Linked DNA regions of Mus musculus: region 1 is linked to region 2. Evidence: chromatin contacts called from public Hi-C data. All regions are on one chromosome and are shown on one strand. The core of a region is the stretch at or near the end of the contact, and the rest is flanking DNA. Distances in the headings are between cores, read along the strand shown.

The links. Hi-C and Micro-C count contacts between places; a contact is called where the count stands out from the background.
Region 1: a contact with region 2 is called in a Hi-C map of muscle stem cells, with 2.0 times the contacts expected there. The contact joins the enhancer-like site here to the promoter of Rell1 in region 2. A contact is called at or near these places in 4 of 484 Hi-C or Micro-C datasets (CD4 T cells, embryonic stem cells, muscle stem cells and 1 more), 5 of 115 datasets of contacts at active chromatin or transcription factors (bone marrow-derived macrophages, embryonic fibroblasts and embryonic stem cells) and 2 of 9 other capture datasets (adipose tissue and pancreatic islet).

The regions. Positions count from the first base shown.
Region 1 is chr5:64,004,397-64,011,996 of GRCm38.p6, reverse strand. No RefSeq gene overlaps it. Among named protein-coding and RNA genes, the nearest start is that of Gm25608, 5.7 kb to the right of the region's middle. Within about 2 kb of position 5,211, at least 12 of the 459 cell types and tissues checked have an H3K27ac peak or open chromatin away from gene starts, as enhancers often do. A contact at or near this core is called in muscle stem cells, where this site is marked.
Region 2 is chr5:63,964,300-63,970,983 of GRCm38.p6, reverse strand. It overlaps Rell1 (RELT-like 1), which reads left to right and starts at 2,087. Exons shown (of 7, transcript NM_145923.4): 1 at 2,087-2,338. The coding sequence starts at 2,251.

The DNA of each region.
Region 1 (7,600 bases), core at 3,962-6,461, 38 kb before region 2:
ATTGGGGGGGGGAGGAGACAATCAGAACCCCTGGGCTCACAGGTCAGCCAACCCAGCCTATTTGTTGAGTTCCAGACCAGAGGAAAAAATACACATACATGTACACAAGCATGCCACACACACACACACACACACACACACACACACACAGAGTGGATCACACCTGAGAAACAACACTCAAGGTTGTTCTATAGCATCTGCATAGTCACACACCTGTGCACATACCTCTACATGCATTTATAACACCTCTAAATACATAGACATACAGGCACATGGGCACACAGACACATGGGCACACAGGCACACACACAGAGAAGAGTGTAAGAGTGTTCCTATATCACACACTCTTACATGTCCTGTGTTTTCTGGTCTTTCCTGTTATAATTAATGATTATGTCCCCAGCTGCTTGGACCAGGGTGTTCCCATCAAAGACCATATGTTAAAGGTTGAGTTTCCAGCGCATCACTATTAGGAAGTTGTGAAACCCTTAAGAGGTATAGAGTCTGTGGAAGTTGGGTCTTTGTTGAGCATGCTTTCTAAGAGGATTGTGGGGCTCTGGCCTCCTCCTCTTCCGTCCAAAGCTCCTGGTTGAAGAGCTTTGCTCTGCCATATACGGCCCAAGCATGTTCTCACTCATCTCAGGCCCAAAACCAACAGAACCAGCCATGGAGCCAGACCTCCAAAACTGTGAGTCACCAAACCTTTTTTCTCTGTAAGTTGATTATCTGAATATTCGTCATAGTGCTAGAAAGCTGACTGACATCCTGAGTACCTGCATGCCACTTCCACCCTTTCTGGCTTATGGAAGAACTTAGTTCTAGGAATTTTTTCATTCTCCTGAACAGTCAGCCTTTTCTCCCAGACTGCAAATCCAGGCAGGTTACTTATCTACAATACAAAACACCTTCTGATTGGCTCCACTTCTCTCCAAGCACTGGACCATTTCCTTTCATCACTTTAAAGCAAAACCCCTGAAAAGAGTTCTGCTCTTTCAAGTGTTTGAATACTAGACCTTTGCCCATCATTTCACTAGATCTGCTCCTCTTGGTCTCTAGGAAAACCACAGAATACCATGCCATGCAAGATCCCCGCTTTCCCAAAGTCAAGCTACTCCACCTGACCTCCTGCAGTGCCTGATACAAGCTGGAGAAGAATTGTTAAACTGGTGTCTTTCTGTGGCATTATCTTGAAGATTCATTTACATACCCAACTTTATGTTAGTTTTAGCCTCCTTTCCCCCACATGGTGCTGGTGATGAAACTCAGGGCTTTGCACACATTGGATGAGTATTCTATCGCTGAGCTACAAACTACATCTGTTGCTAGAACATACACCCGAGATCACAGGGAAGAGGCTCATGGACCTCAGAGATTCTAGTCCACTGGTGCTCAGCTCAGCTTCAGTCACAGCAAGGAAGAGAGGGAGAAAGAGAAAAGGGGACGGGAGGGAGGGAGAGAGCAAGGGAAAGACAGAAAGACAGACAGACAGACAGACAGACACAGAGACAAAGACAGAGAAAAACCTCCTTCAAGAGAAAATTACAATGATTTCACTCACTTCCTCCTACTAGGATCACCTCCAAAAGATTCCACCATGTCCCAGTAGCATATCAGGCTAGGGTTCAGGCGCTCAACACACGGACTTTGAAGCAATTGAAACATCACACACTAAAGCCACCCCTATCATCATCCCTGCTATTGTGCTTTATAGCTTTCCATTCTCCTCGTTTCTTTTGCTCTCCTAAGCTCTATAAAGGCTTACAGGCCTGTATGCTATATAGGCATGTGGAGCTTTTCTGTATTTTAACTCTATCTTCCAGGCTTAGAGAAATGCCTAGCACATACTAGATGCATATTAAACACATGCTAAACCTTTCACCAGTTAAAAAGTTTTGGAAATGTCCACTTGTATGGCTGACCCTCTATCTAGATTTGATAAGTTAAAGTATGCTTGGTTACCACCAGACCGTAAAGGCCTGGAAATGTTCACCATGTCCACGCGGAGAGTAAATCTGTGTATTATTTTAGTTGAGAGCTTAAATTGTGCTGAATAGTTAACAAGGTTGTTTGTTTTAAACCTCCCCAAATGCATCAAAGAGGATATTATTCATCTTTTACAGAAAAGCACAGAGGCTTTAGGAAAAATCATGCCAATTGCCCAAGGATATTTATTTGGTAGGTGATAGATATCTGATAGGCAGATATGGGGACAGACAGTCTCAGTGGCTGACCAGTCAGCATTCCACATGCTGTTTACATTAGTCATTGCCATGCAGATCTGCTCAGAAACCAGCCAGGCAGCCACACTCTCATTCTTTCTCTGAATGTAGTTCCCATGTCCATATATATGGTCCTAAGAATTTTAGGATATTGGAAATAGAGAGTTCCCTGAGTGGCTTTATTCCACTTGTGACTTAGCCTTTGTCCTAATTTGCTTTCTGTTACTATGATAAACACCATAACCAAAAAACGACTTGGAGAGGAAGTGGTTTATTTAGTTTACCTGTCCCGTCCCCAGTCCATCACTGAGGGAAGTCAGGGCAGGGACCATGAAGGAAGGCTGCTCAATGGCTTACACCCTATGGCTTTTCTTTCTTATACAGCTTAGGACCACCTGCCCAGGAATGGCACTGCTCACAGTTGGCTGGGTTCTCCCACATCAATCATTATCAAGAAAATGCTTGGAGCTGGAGAGACGGCCGAGCAGTTAAGAGCACTGACTGCTTTTCCAGAGGTCTTGAGTTCAATTCCCAGCAATAACATGGTGGCTCACAACCATCTGTAGTGGGATCTGTTGCCCTCATCTGGCATACAGGTATACATATAGATAGAGTACTCATATACATAAAACAAATAAATAAGTCTTAAAAAAAGAAAGAAGGGGGGGTGGCTGGAGAGATGGTTCATTGGTCAAGAGCAACGACTGCTCTTCCGAAGGTTGTGAGTTCAAATCTCAGCAACCACATGATGGCTCACAACTATCTGTAATGAGATCTGATGCCCTCTTCTGGGGTGTCTGAAGACAGTTGCAATGTACTTACATTAAATAAATAAATAAATAAGTAAGTAAATAAGTAAATAAGCAAATAAGCAAATAAATAGTAAACAAATCTCTCTCTCTCTCTTTTTTTTTTTTTAGGTTAAATCACTTTATTTGAGAAAAGAGGACAATTCTTGCGGGAGGCGGCGGCAGCGTCCATATCCGGGGAACCTGAACACGTCCTTCCGGCTGGTGTAGAGCGTTGCTTCGGCCAACAAATCTATCTTTAGGAAGGAAGGAAGGAAGGAAGGAAGGAAGGAAGGAAGGAAGGAAGGAAGGAAGGAAGGAAGGAAGGAAGGATACACTCCACAGACTTGCCCACAGGACAATCTGATTGGAACAATGTCCAGTTGAGGTTCTCTCTTTCCAAGTGACTGTAGTTGGTGTCTAGTTGACAAAAACTAACCAGCACAGCTCCTATGCATGCCCAAGTCTGGACTGGGCGCCATACGGAGTACTGACTGGCCAACCAGGGTGGGAAATGCATGAGCATACTTTCTTTACCTCTAAGCAAGTTCTGCTTGTTCAAATTGTCAAGTTAATAAAAACCCAGCTCAAATACACCCGTGGATCACAAGTCAAAAGCCTTCTCCTCTACACCGTGGCACTAACCTTGAGAAAGATCTGAACCTTGCTGTGGCTTGCACATTACGCTGACTGATTTACAGGGCCTTGTATGTGTCTCTTTCTCAAAGTAGACTGGAAAATGGAGAACGGGGATTGTGCTACCCAAGTGTCTCCCCCAGCACTGACACCAAGCTGACTGGGGTGTGAAGAATGAACGGCAGGTTCTCCTGTTGCCTTTATTCACTCAAAAGATGACTACCGAGGACTATCAGAGCCTAGGCCCTAACCTACACATAGGCAGGAGAGAGCAGGCTGCTTTCCAAAGAGAGCCTTGTTGTAGTGTGGAGGCAGACACTGAGAATGCAGGAAGGGAGGAATGCTTAGCAGGGACTTGAAGGACAGACACCAGCACAGTTAGGTTCTCCTTTGCATTAGGTGTCCAGTGCCAGCTTACTTTAAAGGTCATTGAATGGTGCCTGAGCATGAGGAGGGAGCACCTTCCTCATGAGTGACCCTCAGAAGTCCAGATGGAGGACCTCGACAGGCAAGGAAGGAGCTGAGAGAATTCCAGCTGGTGGAATAGCAACTGAGGCATGGTTCAGTGCTACAGTGCTTGGCCACCATCCGCAAGGAGTTGGGCTTCATTCCAGTAAGTGCCTATGAGTGCATGTGTGTGTGCACATGAACACACACAACATGTGCACACACACACAAACGCACACACACCACTATCTTGATCACCTCCATCTCTACCTCCACCACCAAATTCTGATGGAACACTGATAACTGGAGAGGAGACAAGTAATAGCTGATACTTAAAGAACTGTCTGTCAAAAGTAATAACTCTATAGAGTACTGCATACCCTGTCACATGGTAAGGGTTATATTGTTATTTTTATTTTAACTATTTAAAGACAGGTATGGAGCTCAGGCTGGCCTAGATCTGACAGCCTTCCTGCCTCAACTTCCCTATTTATAGGCACGTATCACCATGCCTGGCATATCATCATTTTCAAGAGAGATCCATTCCTGATGTATGATACCTGAGTACTTGATACTAAGTGGCTTATATAATAGCTAGTTTCTCTATTAACAAGTCAAGGTCCTATCTGTAACCACAGAATAGGACCCAGCATATCTCTGATGCAGCACACTGACCCAGATCTCATTTCACACAGTCTCTTCAGATTTCACTGAAGGGAGGGAGTGGTGACAATAGTTAAAAAGTTAATACAAATTCTCTTTATTATGCCTGAAATGTCACCAGGAGAGATTGTTAGTGTGAGATTCATTGGACTGTTTTAAAAGTCCTTTAATCATAGTTTAAAAGGCACCAAGCTATAAAGTGGGAAACATCCCAAATAGTCAGGTCACTTCTCTTTAGGTGACTACCTAAGAGAAAGAAAGATTGGGGCTTTGGCCAGGAAGCTGGATAGAAAATATAAACACATAAAAAAGGAATTCATTCACTGTAGGGAGGGAACAAGGGCTCAAGAAGTGTTGCAGAGCCTTTCCACCTGTGTAAGTTCTGTTCTGGGATCCAGCAAACAGGCCCAGGCAAATCCAGGCTGGTCAGACAGTTCTGTTCCACACTGTGAAAGATTCAACACACCCTGAGCCATGCTGAGGTGGTGACGACATTGCTCCATCAGCGGCTGGGCTGTTGAAACAAAGTACCCAAACTGGCGGGCTAATAGCAACAGAGTTCATCTCTCATCATTCTTGGAGGCCCTTAGGTTGAAGATCACCGTGCCAACAGGTGTGGAGTTGGAGAAGCCTGGCTTTTGGGTGGTTGCTGTGTTCTCAAGTGTAGGAGGAGATGAACAAGGTCCCCCAGAACTCTTCAGAAAGACACTTAGCTCACCCTTGAGAGGGCTCCACCCTCATGACCTGCTCTCTCCCTCAGTCCCTCACCTCAGATGACCATAACATTACAATTAGAATTTCAACATAAGAAATGTTGAGGAGATGCGAGCAGGTGGTTGGTTACAAATGGTTGAGTAAGTTCTGAGTTGTGTTTCACATTAGACTTAGCTTTTCGAGCGGAAGAGAACCTTAGAGACCTGTAAACCAGCCCCCCCCCCCTCCCGGAACAAACAATGAATTATCCCAGTCACACACAAGTAATTGGTTAACACGGAATTCCAATTCAAAATTGTTGCTCGCTGGGCTACAAATCTGTGGTCATATTCAGTGGTAGAGTGTTTGCTTAGCATGTCAAAGGTCCTGCAATATGCACACTTTTTTTCTGTCATTTATAAGCTATGAATATAAATGCTTGAGCCGAAGGGGGAGACAATAACAACCACCACTTTTTCAAGTTAATGCCTGGAATATTCTAGGAAAACATTATGGTAAGAAAGCAAGATTTCGGTGGATGGGGCATTATCATAACCACAGGCAGGGTACTAGCTAGCTGCTGATAAATTGAACTTTTCTTTAAGTTCTATTATTTGTTAGTTGAGACAAAGTCTCTCTGCAGCTCTGGCTGGCTTAGATCTAGTTGTGTAAACCAGGCTGGCCTCGAGCTCACAGAGACCCACTTGCTTCTGCTTCCTAATTGCTACCATTAAATGTGTCGCCACCCTGGCCAAATTCTCTATTTTTAAAGTACTTTAAGATAAGTTTTGATGATTCATAACTTACAAATTTCTAATGGTGTAGAAAATAGAAAGAGAATCTCAGTGTTAGAAGAGATTTGATCAACTTTTATTCCTGGTACCTAGGAATTCTGACACCTAAGGAAACGGCTTCCCACTTCTGAGACTTAATCTCTAAAATGAAAGTGATCTTGGTACTTATTAAAATGATATCACCACGCCCCTAGGAAAACCATGAGAGAGACTGAATCCAATTAAGGATTATGCTAACATCCATAGGTAAAACAAATAGGAATAGATAGGAATAACTAAATTACAGCGGTAGAATCGAAGGGCTTTCATCTTAGTAAGAAGGTGCTAGAATATTTAAAATTTGAAAAATAAAAATGCTTAAAAGAGGTCAATGTGAAAGGGTTTGCTTTTTCAAAAAAAAAGTTTCCATTACGTTTATATATTTGTCTCTTTGTGTGTATGTTCGCGTGTGTCCACGAAACAACATTAGACCTGGGAGAGTGAGTTCTCTCCCACCAAGTGGATCCCATAGGTCAAACTCAGACCATCAGGGTTAAAGAGCCTTTACGCTCTGAGCCATCTTGCCAGTCTAGGGTTTTCCTTAGGATGTAGCTATGAGAATTGGGTGATATATAAACTGAATCCAACCAAATAATATGTGACAGTCACCCTCGCCTTCTTGTCCCTCCCCCCCGCCCGCAGTCCCACCCCAAGCTGTGGAGTCACTGGTTCAGAAACTTCAAATAGCATCAGAATTCGTGAAAAGAAAGAAAGAAAAGTGAACATAAAAAAGAATATCTGTCCCATCTGGCTCACCACCAACCGAGTCAACAGATTAGTCCATTATCTTATAACCTCAAGCGAGCAAAGGAGCAACATCAAAAAAGTAACCACTCTGTCCGTTCAGATTATAAACAGAGGCATTTCTTAGTGGTATCTCTCATCTTTGGGAAGCCTTAGAATGAAGAAGAGAAATGCCCAGGAGAATAGAGTACTTTGTCATAATCTGCTTTCTGTTGCTAATAACACACTATCACAGAGAAGATGAGCTAGGAAAAAAAAAAAAAAAAAGGTTTACTTGGGATAATGGTGCTGATCCAAAAGTCACATCTGATCACAGCCATCTTCTAGGCAGATGCCTGAAGCACCTCAGGGCATTCTAAGTAGGTCTCAGACTCTCTTTCGTCATCTTCTAGAGCTGCCGAGATTTAATTGTGGAATTCTCACCCTAGTGACCATATGCAGTTCACATCACCCCCTAAAGGCCCCAATTCTAAATATCATAGACTGAATCTCCATTCTCTCCAGTCATCACAATGGGGATTCAGTTCCGGGGGCTTCACATCATTATTTCAGTATGGAAGATTCAATGCACATTTGG
Region 2 (6,684 bases), core at 838-3,337:
ATAATTTGTCCTTCAGTTTCTAAGCCCAGGATTCTCTCCTCTAATAGTTAGATAACCACATGAATGTTTGTTCTATTGCTTACTTTGTAGGGTTTACTATTGCTGTGATGAAACACTGTGACCAAAACAACTTGTGAGAGTGTCTTAGTCACTGTTCTATTGTTGTGGAGAGACACCATGACCATAGCAACTCTTATAAAGGACAACAATTTATTGGGGCTGGCTACCGTTCAGAGTTTTAGTTCATTGTCATCATGGCTGGAAGCATGGTGGCATGCAAACACCCGTGGAGAGGCAGCTGAGCGTTCAGATCCTCAGGCAGCCTTAAACCAGTATGCCTGGCTTGAGCTTCTGAGATATCAAAGCCCAATCCCCAGGGACTTACTTCCTCCATCAAGGCCACACCTCCTAATAGTGTCACTCTCTGGGGACAAGCATTCAAACACAGGAGTCTATGGGAGCCAGTCCTATTCAAACCACCACAGGGAGGAAAGGGCTTGTTTGGCTTACACTTCCACGTTGCTGTTTAATTATCAGAGGAAACAAACCGGGAACTCAAGCAGGGTAGGAGCCTGGAGGCAGGAGTTGGCCCCCAGACCGTGGAAGGGTGCTGCTTATTGGCTTTGTTCCTCGTGGCTTGGACAGTCTGCTTTCTTACAGAAACCACAATCGGCTGGGCCCTCCCCCATCAATCACTCATTAAGAAAAATGCCCTACAGACTTGCCTACAACCTGATCTTATGGAGATATTTTTTTCCAATTGAGGTTCTCAGACAAATCTCTAGTTTGTGTTGAGTTGACAAACAAAACAAAACAAAACAAAAAAAAAACTGGCCAGCACAATGTCTTTCCTCTGCATTCTTTCTCAGACCTTTCCCTTTGATACATTTGTCAGACTACAGGATGTGCCACAAATTGTGCATAGGATCCATAGTTCCTGTCTTTGACTCAAAGGGCAGGGCCTCCAACCTTCAGCTTCTCTCCCTGGTAATTCTCACATCATTGCTATTTGTAACAGAAGGGTGGAGGGTGTTAGAGAGGAGAAATAACTCCCCCTTGAGCATTAGAGGCCACCAGTCAGTTTACAGAAGGGGCTGAAGACCCACCCTCCATTCAGCTCACATCTGTCAGGACTGGGCTTTAAGGACCTTGTGTGGAGTCTCCACGGATTAGTTAAAACGAGGCTATTGGTTAGTTAAAAGGAAGCTAGTCAGAAAAAGGTACATTCCCCTTTAACAACTACTTCTGCCCTCTTAGTGCATGCTGTCCTTGAGCCAGGAGCTGAGATTAAACCTGCAAGCAAACACTGGAGATACATGGATCATGGTGGCCCAGGTCATGCAGACTTCATGAGCTCACTTCCTGGCCGGTGACATGGGGATAATACTCACCTTACCGAGCTGATGTGAGGATATGAAGACAGAAGTGACTGGAAAGTTGAAGAATTGTTCCAGGGGAGTGTTTGCAAGATGATTAAAACAAAACCCAGTCCAACGCAAGCAAACAACCAGTGTGTGGGGACGTGTTCCTCAATAGAAGTAGCTTAGACAGAATGGGATGGGGACAATTAAAAAAGTTTTTTTTTTTTAATTTATTCTCCTTAATGTTTAAACGATCAACCATGACTTTGAACGTAGCATTCCTTCCTAGACCACTAACGAAGGTTAATTAACTGGGTAAAGACTCCGATTGAGAAAAAAAAAAAAAACATCGCGCCATTCTGAAACTGCTGGTCCTGTCTGCTCTCCATCCTGGGCTTCCTGGCCTAACCTCTGCCTTCCTCTTCCCGCATCTGACTAGTCCCAGGACCCAGGAGAAGGGAGTAACCCGCCCCAGCCTGAGGCTCCCGCGCAGACCCGCCACTTGGCTGGGCAGGGTTAGCCCGCCCAGCAGAGGAGGCGGAGAGGGTCAGCAGTGGGCGGGGCTCGGGGTGGGGCCACGGCTTGGGCGCGCGGCTGACGCGACCCAAGGGTTTAGAGGGGAAGCGGGAGTGACAGGAGAGGCGCGGCCTGGACTCGGGGGCGGGGTCATGCGTGCGGAGGCGGGTCCAGGCTTCAAGGGACCGGGGCGCGGCGATCAGGGGCGGGGCTTCCGTGCGGTGGGCGGGGTCCTGGCGGGTCCAGGCTGAGCGGGTAGGGGCTCGCGGGGGCCGAGCTCCTGCATTCAATCCACCCGGCAGCCCTCGAGCTGCACCGTCTACCCCGACCCGGGACGCCGCGGCCGGGGCGAGGAGGGCAGAGGGACGCGGCGATGGCTCTGTGGGGACTCCCGGGGTCCGCTGTGCTTGCTGCTTCAGTGTTCGTGGGAGGCGCTGTGAGTTCGCCGCTGGTGGCCGCCGGTGAGTGCTTTGGTCCTGGTCGGGACGCCTGGTGAGTTGGGTCTGCGCACGGAAGGGAGCCAGGGGCTCGACGAGTCGGTCGAGCCCACAACCCCGCCGCGCCCTGAGTTGCGCGCGCCCTGCTGTGCTACCGGATCTGGCTCTGAACATCTGGGTGTCCCGGGGTGGCCCGGGCAGGGTGCGGCGCGCAGCGCGGCTCCAGTCCTTCCCCACCCGCCTGCCGGGGTCCCGCCTTCCCTCCCCGCCGCTTCTAAAAAACGGCGGGACCCCAACTCGGATTCTTCAGGATGTCGCTTTCCTGGGATGCCTTCTCCCTAGCCGTGGACCCCTTTCTACTGTCCTGGTCCTCAGAGGCCTCACCAGGCGAATATCTTGACACCCGGGATAGGGTTCTGCTTTCCAGCCTCCTTCCTCGCTTTATTTTCTTCTTTCCTTTTCATTATGTTAAAGCCTTGAAAGTGCCAGTCTTTGCAGGTGGTTATGGATTCTTTTAGTAAGTCGGGAATTTCTCACTCCTTCCCATACATGCTGGATAAATTAGGCCGGGAAAGAGGAAAGACATCTATAATGTATACTGCTTTTTCTTTGTATCAAATCCTGTCATCACAAAAGGAACCTCTGTGGTCGGGGTGGAAGCCACCAAGCCGAGACGCTGAGTGCTGTCTTCAACTACAAGCCATCAGCGGGAGTTTCTAACTGAAATCTAAGAGGTCTACCTTTTACTTAAGGACGCCTTTGCCTTGTGCTCCTGTTTTTATAAGGCACACACCAGGGATTCTTAATAATTGTTTCCCCCTCTTAATTGCCACCTCGCTGCAGTACTTAAAAAAAAAAAGTTAAGCCTTCCTGGCCGTTTGGGGTTACCACAGGCTGATTCTTACGTCAGCAGGCTCTGCCAAGCTTGCCTTCAGGGGTGGCTCCTCTTCAGGCCCAAATAATAAGCAGCTGGAAGGCTTCCAACGGTGACTGTCTTCTCTATAAAATATACGTGCTGCTCTTCTTTTTGGAGAATGTTCTAGTCACTCGGAGCTTTGGAGCCTGCTTCTCATTTGTCCTTTACTTTTTCATGGGCATCAGAACGAGCTAGCAAGGGAACAGGATAGATAGACGATGTGTCTCCTGGGTATTTATTAGCAGATCCGCATTTCCTTCAGCCATCTACCCAGGGGAAAGGGAAGCTGGTGACTCGTTCTATTGGATGGGAGATTTTCCCGTGCATCCTGGGCTTCTTTCCCGAGACTTGTAACTACAACATAGTTTCAACGTAGATTGGAGACTGCAGGTAGTAAGTGGTATCACTTGTTGCAGAGTTTGGAACAATAACAGAAAAGATGAACCTGGGAGCAAGATTGTTACAGTTTAGTAAGTGAGGCATGTAACCAGCCATCATCAGGAGAAATCCATTCCTAGAGTGGGTTTTTGTTTTGCTGGGTTTCTGAACAACATCCGGGTGTCAGGCCTGCAATGTGACTGAAGAAAGTTCTACGGAGTGGTGCTATTAGTAACCTTTTATGAGTGAAAGTTAGTGCTTAAAAAGAATGAAGTACCTAAGGTGGAGAGGATAGAACTTCCAGTTTGTTGGCTGGCTTAGGGCCTGTATCAAGAGATGAGCCTGGAACATCTGGCAGCTGATCTCTTTGGACTCCAAGTCCAGAAGTAGGAAGAAGGAGATGGCATCTGATAGAGACAGCCTGCCGTGTGCTTTAGCTGGGTGCTTCATGTGTATTTTAAAACTTATTCCTCATGACCCAAGATGTGTTTATTCTCTGTAGATCAACTGAGGCCTGTCATTACATAGGCACTGTATCAGTAAGCATTGGTTGGGTGGGGTGGGAGGTAGGGGGAAGGGAGAGGGGGGTGGGGGGTGGGGGGATAAATACAGCCTGTTTGGTTTTAAATTCATCATCTTTCTACTGTCCCCCATGCTTCCCAGAGAAAATAGAGGATAGGTCAGCCTCAGCAACCTGACTTAAATTGTAAGGTAGTTAGTTCTAAGATGCCCAAACATCACATCAGGAGTATGTAGTCATCTGAGCCATACAGTGGAGAACCGACAGAGAGCTTCTCAGAGGGTGGGTGGCAGTCTCTATCACTTCCTTTTTTTTTTTTTTTTTCTTTGAGACAGGTTTTCTCTGTGTATCCCTGGCAGTCCTGGAACTCACTCTGTAGACCAGATTGGCCTCGAACTCAGAAATCCGCCTGGCTCTGTCTCCCAAGTGCTGGGACTAAAGGCATGCGCCACCACTGCCAGGGCTTCACTTCCTTTACTGTAAGCCATCTAGACAGTGGCATTAGAAGCTACTTTGCAAGTAACAGAGCTGCTTTTCCAGGTCCTGCCTTATTTATGTCCTTGAGTTCTCTGGTGACTTGTCCTCCTTGGTCTCCGTTTCTTACCTCTCCTGTCACTGGGCACAGCCCTTGAGTAGAGAGATGGGAAAACAGTTCCAGGGTTGGAGCTGTGAGGGATGCACAGTCCCTGGGCTCTGTGGGCATCCAGCCAGCCTCAGATTCCTCATTTAGATGTTGAAGATATGTTTGATTAAACTCTGGGTTCTCTTTTGGCTGGACAGCTGCTTAGCTGAATGTCCACATAGTTCATAGACATTGGGTGCAGTGTTTTGGAAAAAAAAAAATACTGTTTAGAGCTTTGGACTTCATGCTTACTCCAAATTCAAAGAGGAAATGAAAAATATCACCAGTGGCTGACATTTCTTTATCTCCTCTGTGCATTTTTTTCTAATCCTTCAGAAAAGAATGAGGGAATTTTGGGAAGACTTGGATTTGAATGTGAGAAGCCACAGTCCAGGTGATTCAAACAGCGAACTTTGATTTTTTTTTTTTTTTTTTACTTTAAAAAAAATAATGTGGCTTTGATGTTTTAGTCTTATTGCATACTGGACCATTTTAATTATAGCATTTAGAAGGATGCACATTAAAAATACTGTTATTGAAAACAATTTGGTCTAAGTTTGAAGGCCTAAAATCAAAAGTTGGCATCATGATGACACAGTGGCGTCTGGGCTTTGGGTGTTCAGTGGCAGGACACTCACCCTGCCTGCCTGCTTCCTCTCATGTTCAGGAGTGCCTGGCTTCAGTCCCCAGCACTACCAAAAGCCAATAAACCAACCAACCAACCAACCAACCAACAAACAAATGAATAAAAAGAAAAAGTAAAGAAAAAGAAACAAAAGCAAATTGTCATTAGTTAAAACAGTCTCTTAAGAGTTGTCCAGTAATCCTTGTGGTTGTGTTTAGGAACTGGTAAAGATTTTAAAATTCTCTTATTTACATGTATGCAATTTTGTCTTTATCCCAGGGTTATGCTATGTATCATTTATATGCCACATTTAATTAGGACTAATACTATACAATCTGAATGTACGTAAAATGTCGTCCACAGCAAGGAGTTTGGGGCTGCTAAGCCAAGAGAGTAAAAAGAAGGCTAAGCATGGTGGCGCATCCTTTCAATCCCAGTACTGAGGAGGCAGAATCAGGCTTATCTCTGTGAATTTGAAGCCAGCTTGGTCTATAGGGTTTGTCCTCAGATCACTTCCTCTGTGTAATCCCACCCGACTGATCCTGTGTTAAAGGCTGGGAATGTGGACCCTCTGAGAAGCGGGAAGTTACAGGGAGTTACCTGGGCCTCTGTCCCATCTGTTACACTGTTACACTCTGTCCTATCTGTTCAGTTCTAAAGTGCATTGCAAACTATTCTTTTTCCTCTTTGGAAAGAAAATTCTTTTCATTCTAAAATGTTTCTGAAGAGTCACAGCGGTATGACTCTGCAGCGGTCTAGGTAGTTTTGCAAAGTCCCTCCTGCCGTTTGCGTGGGAGGAGGGAGTTAGCCTTTGATCTCTTACCTGGAGGCACTTGCCTCAGTTTGCATTCCATTCTGGTCTCTCTTCCTGCACCCTGACCTCGGGTAGTATCCTAATGCAGTGTAGTTTTATTGGCCCGGGTCCCTTTTACCTTAGTCATAGGCTGGCTCTCTCCTGAAGCACTGGGAAGGTGTCTTAGAGTTCCATCCCGTAGCTTCACTGTGTTTTTGCCACACCATGCCTCCTTTCCGGAAGGCTGTAGCTGTCATTGATTGTTTTAAAATGAGATTTAAATTTCTCCATTGTTTCCCTGAACACCTCTGTCCACAAGGCTTGGTGTCATAGTTGACTGCCTGTGTAGAAGATGGGTTCTTGGAAAAGCAGCTTAGAGGTCGGTGCAGTTCACATTGTGAGGCCGTTGATAACTTCCGGTTTGTACTCTTACCACAGTGGTTTGAAGCACTCACTGCCCGCTCTTAGTATTTTTCCCCTGAAAATAAAAAGGTAGCTGCTAATGTTTTAGGCAAA